Regions from separate parts of the Mus musculus genome. Here region 2 is linked to region 1. Evidence: chromatin contacts called from public HiCAR-type data. All regions are on one chromosome and are shown on one strand. Each heading gives the region's core, a stretch centred on a gene start, on an enhancer-like site or on the middle of the called end of the contact. The rest is flanking DNA. Distances are from core to core; before and after follow the strand shown. Region 1 overlaps Eya1 (EYA transcriptional coactivator and phosphatase 1). Region 2 has its middle 110 kb from the start of Eya1.

Evidence for each region. HiCAR-type assays count read pairs that join an accessible place to other places.
Region 2: a contact with region 1 is called in a HiCAR-type map of embryonic stem cells, with 2.4 times the contacts expected there. The contact joins two enhancer-like sites. A contact is called at or near these places in 1 of 484 Hi-C or Micro-C datasets (MC3T3-E1-derived osteoblasts), 2 of 115 datasets of contacts at active chromatin or transcription factors (both in embryonic stem cells) and 1 of 9 other capture datasets (adipose tissue).

The regions. Positions count from the first base shown.
Region 1 is chr1:14,291,238-14,293,937 of GRCm38.p6, reverse strand. All of the region lies in intron 3 of Eya1 (EYA transcriptional coactivator and phosphatase 1), which reads left to right. Among named protein-coding and RNA genes, the nearest start is that of Eya1, 18 kb to the left of the region's middle. Within about 2 kb of position 1,442, at least 31 of the 459 cell types and tissues checked have an H3K27ac peak or open chromatin away from gene starts, as enhancers often do. A contact at or near this core is called in embryonic stem cells, where this site is marked.
Region 2 is chr1:14,419,790-14,422,489 of GRCm38.p6, reverse strand. No RefSeq gene overlaps it. Among named protein-coding and RNA genes, the nearest start is that of Eya1, 110 kb to the right of the region's middle. Within about 2 kb of position 1,384, at least 4 of the 459 cell types and tissues checked have an H3K27ac peak or open chromatin away from gene starts, as enhancers often do. A contact at or near this core is called in embryonic stem cells, where this site is marked.

The sequences.
Region 1 (2,700 bases), core at 193-2,692:
GACTAGCCTGTTCAGTGCCACCTTCGGGTTATCTCTAGCTCTAGAGAGGAGCAGTCCAGGACGAGAAGGCTCTGCTCGAGAAACCTTACACTCTTCAGCAGGTTTATAGAAGAGAAATTAACTGCAACAGTGAGAAACCAGCCATGTGATCTCTCAGGCTGTTACGGAATATTTTTAGGCTGCAATTTTCACATCTTTGAAAGGACACAAGTCTAATACATGCTCTTTATGCTTGCCATGGGGGAGTAGAGGAGCTATGGCTGGCTTGTAAAGTGCTCAGTACATACTGGCCACACAAGAGGTGCTCAACACATCACAACTATGTAATGAATTATTACTTCTCCATTCTAAAAGCTACACAAGACATTGCTTATGTCAGAAATGGAGACTGCTGTATTACATGCTAAATTCTTAGCATGGGGCTTTTTCTTTTTTTACCATTATGTTATATATCCCTTATAGCAAGCTAAAGGGAATATTTAGCTTGCCCTTTGGTTTCTAAAGGCTGGTGTCTGTTGGAAATCATTGAAGGACACATTTAAAACCTGGACCTTACAATCTGGATAATTCTACTGAAAAAAGGAAGGAGCCATAAACAAACATGCATGTTAACGATGTGAATGATGAACTGTTTAGAAGAAATCTTTGACATACACAACTTATTTGAGGATAGATGAACGAGATTATTATTCCTCATCCTCCTCCTCCTCCTTCTTCCTCTTCTTCTTTTTGAGGACAGATATAGGAAAGCTTAGCAGACTCCTAGCTCAGTCAGCTGAGCACAACAGTAAAATATTAATTAGTGACTCCAAGTGGTCGGTTATGGTGAGTCACCTGGTGGTCCTCCTGCCTTTCTACACTCTTGTAAATTTCTTCAGACAATATTGGGGATAGAAGGGGAGAACAAAGTTTTTACTGCGCACAAAGCATTGAAAAGGAACTCAGCAGTTCAAGAATATCAGCTGACCCTGACTTAAGGAGCTCATGGTCTCATTGAGGGAGATACAAATTCTGACTTTTGGCAAAAACCTGAAGGACAATAATGTTCCAAAATAGCTTTTGGAGACTAAGACCTTCAGACCACGATGCAGAGCAGGAGAGTGCTAGCTGAAGGTGAGAACACTGTTTTGTGTATAGAGCCAAATTTGTGTATTTGGTGAGCCATTAGCAAGTCACATGGCCAGCCTTTTCCTGTGTACATCTGCTATATCTGCTCAAATGTGAAGCTTGTGTCAGTAGTTTCACAGCATGTCTTGTGACCCTGTACTTTCTCCATCAGGAGATTAGAAAGAAGCTATCCTTGGGTTCTGAAATATTTTGGTGTCATAAAAAGGGCTTCATTCTCAGGAAGGTTAGGAGCCACTGGTGCAAACAAGAGTGCCCTCAGAGTTCAGAAGAAAGAGCTCTTCAGCTTGCTAGGTTCTGGCAGAGCTTCAAGGCCGAGGTGGAATCTGAGCCCTTAGGGAATGGGTAGAATTTGAATAGGTGGGGAAGAGCTGGAATGCATGCTAATGAGGGAGCACTGGGAACAAAGGTAGGATAGTTTCAGGGATAGGGAGGAGAAAGGTTGAGCTGCAGAAGGAATTGATAGGAGATAGGGTTGGGGGAGTCTACTGGAGCCAGCTCTTGGAGGACCCTGAGTATCAGGCTGAGGAATTTGAACTTCTGGGCCAGTAGGAGAAGCCAGTGAATATTTTGAGAAAGGGACCGATACTGTGAGAGAGCTTTGGGTAGCAAGCTGGCACCATATTCAGGGAATGTTTGGATTGTGAGCTCCAGTATGGTTTCAATCCATCCAGGGTTTGATATGTTGGGAACCTGAGCCAGTGGGACAAGAATACTAACTGTTGGGGGGTGGGGGCTAATTAGCATTGTAAAGGACCTTTCTAGGGAGCCTGCATTTACTTTTTTTTTTTTTTTTTAAACAAGAGGGCTACTATCCTCAGCCTCTTCACAAGCCACTGTCATTGCTCTGTTTCTGTGACTAACAGGTCTTCAAGTTGCCTACCATTTCCTCTTGATTGTGTGTGTTCGTTATATTTTCCTTACTATGATGGGGATGCCTGACACAAGGAGCTGAATCCGGCAGCTAAGGAGGAAGATTGTATTTTGGCTTTTAGTTTTAAAGGTTTCATTTTGTGATCAGCTGGCTGCATGTACCCGAGCCTGAGGTGAAAGAGAGCATCATTGCTGATGGGCATGCACCCCACAGTTAAGTCATTCAGATCACAGTGGTCCAGAGGCAGGTAAAAGGGGCCAGGTGACAAGGCTGGTCTCTCCAGAGCAGACCCCTAGTTTCCTTCTTCATCCATTTAGACCCCATTTCCTACCTTCCACCACTTCCCAGTAATGCTGCAGTATTATAAGACTATCAATGGACTGACTAATGTCTTGATTGGTCAGAGTCCTCAGAATGCAGCCTTTTCCCAGAAGCCTACCAGCTAACATGCAAATACCCAGTCCCTGAGCCAAGTGTATACCACCTTAAGGTGAAGTGTGGTAAACATGGCTTTCTATTCATGATGTTGTACAAGCTGTGCTCCTTTGGAAGAGTTAATATTTTTCTCCCCTTTTGGTAGACAGAGACAATGACTTTAATCCGTGGAAGACGTCAAGTTGTAGGCTCAGTCCAAATACAAAGAGATGCCTCATTTATTTCTAAGTGAGAATTGCCTGGAAGCAAAGCATTGAGTTTATAGC
Region 2 (2,700 bases), core at 135-2,634, 130 kb before region 1:
AGCCCAGAAGGCAGCTATGCTCCTTGCCAGCTCTTGCCTGTGACTGCTGAGTTCCACCATGCTAGATTGACAGGGCTTCTCACTAAGCTTCATGTAATCTGAAACACAAAGAATCCTTATCTGTACTCTTCAGTCTCACTCAGTATATTGACTATGGGACCATGCTTGTCATTGCTATGCAGCAATTCAGTGCCTAACTATCCCATACTTTATTCTATATATCACTAATATATATTTGACTTGCCCACTGTACTTTTTAAAAAATATATTGTAAGTATAACATTTCTGGGTAGTCTGATTTTTGTCCTAGTTTTGGACATAAAGACTCATTTGTTCCAATAATGGTATTGATGGTTATCCTTGGTTTCTATTGCTGTGTTAAAACACTACAACCAAAAACAACGTGAGAAGAAACAGATTTATTTCACCCTTTGGCTTATAGTCTGTCTTCCTGAGGAGGTTGGCCAGGAACCTGGAGTCAGCAACTGAAGCAGAGACCAAAGAGGAGTGCTGCTTACTGAGTTGCTTCTCATGGCTTTCTCAACCTGCCTTTTTATAACACTCAAACCCACCAGTGCAAGGGTGGCACCAACCATAGGAGAGGGGCCCTCCCACATCAATCATTGGTCAAGACAAAAGCCAATCTGTTGAGGACATTTTCTCAATTGATGTTCCCTCTTCCCAAGCAACTCTAGTCAGTACCACAATCATAAGGAAGATGCATGTTTTAGTTTAGATGGTCCTGCTACACTGTCTTCTGACCCAATAGAAGGTGCTTTTATGTTGCACCTTCACCATCTCCAGGAATGACTCGATCCTCTGCTTATCTGCTTATCATTGTTGTGTAACTCTCCATCCCAAATAAGCCCCGGCAATGAAAACACAACACAGTTAATATAATTACATGCTGTGCATCTAGATTGGGCAGATCTCTGCTACACTACCATCTTCTACATTTATGAGGCCCCTTAGAACTTGCAGTTTCTCCAGGCCATGTGCTCCCGCTCTGCTTTTCTTCCTCCTCCTCCTCCTCCGCATCTTCTCCCTTGTCCACTTTCTCCTTCTTCTCTTTCCCACCTTCAGCTCCACCTTCCCTTTTATCTGCTCAGTCATCAGCTCTTCTTTATTTTACAAATTAAGGAGGGAAGCAGGTTTACAGGAAATCACCTGAGTGCTGACTCAGTTTTTGTTCACAACCCCTCTCAGGAGAACCGAATTAACATCAAATATAATTAGCCCCAAGGCTATCCAGCAATTGTTCATTAGGACTTTAATCTGCATTTGTTAGAAGTATCTTCATGTGCCTCTGTTACCCTCTTATGCTAAGTGACTGTTCACCTCTCTTTGTTCACTTAGGTTTTCCCCTTAATTGTTCACAGGAACTCATTAGGGAAGCTGACTGTATTGGATATACTACAAATGATATCTCCCAGTCTGTATTGTGAGTTGTCATTATCAGACTGTTGGTCTGGGGCTGTCAGGGATCAAACCCAGAATCTTATGTATGCTAAGCAAGTCCTCTACCACTGGGTTGCATTCCACACCAAATATGGAAGTTTTATACTTTCATGCTGCCTGTCTTACCCCCAAGGATGAGGTTCTTGAGAGCAGGGACTTTGTGCAGTGTGAAGATGAGAATCTGATCATAGTGAAACACATGCCAGGCAAGCACTCCACCACTCAGAAGGCCACAGCCAGCTAAGTAGCTTTGGCTTAAACCAAACACCTTGAGGTTCCCATAATAGAGGGCTACACATAATGATCTCACAGTCTTTGACAAGAAACTACATGGAAGCCTATTGCTATGGAAAAATACCTAAATTATAAGTAGAAAGTAGAATGGTAGAGAGCCGGCAGTAATTCTATGGTGGACGGTACAGGAAAAGCATCAGATCTCTGTAGACTGTGTTGAGATCAGCTACTTAGACTTCACCCTGGAAGGGCTTTTTGGAGAGCAGGGCCCTGAACTTCTCATTTTACACAGCAAAGTGAGTCTGAAGAATGTGAACTAATCCACTGTAATTACAGTAAACCAATGTGAGCGTTATATTAGAGCTTCTTAAATACTATGGGAACTACACCTGCAGTGATTTTCTCCATCAGTCCTAGCGGCAAACACTTTGTCTCGTGGTCTAAATAATACAGTCAGATTTTGATGGTTATTTCCCGGTAACATTTTTTTTTTGTGTGTGTATACATGGTTACCAGTGATTGACAGTAATCACTTAAGTCTGTGAAACGCTCATAGGAAACTTAGAGAAGAGAGAGTGTCATGCTGCTCTGCATCTCTGCCTTACTAATCCTGAGTCTGGAACCACTTGAGAGATGCCCCATGAGGCACACTGAAAGGGAAGAGAATGGCACCTTTGGCCCTGCAGATTATGAACTGGGAAGTGTGACACAGGCCTCCACAACCAGTGTCACTAATATCCTTCCTCCTGCTACCTACTGTTTCTCACAATGAATCTGGAATGACTCCTTGGATGGCAAGCTATGTCTTAAGGGCAGAGTTGTGTTTTAGAAACCCATGTGTCAGCGTTTGGGGACAGAAAGAGCAATCCAGTCTAACCTAACCATCAAACTATGGAAACCAGGCTCATGCTCCTGACTAACTGCCTACACCAAACATAGTAGAACCAAGCTGGGCACTTCTTCTCTTGTCTAGATCTCTCAGGTCCTTAAAGGAAAATGTCTATGTGT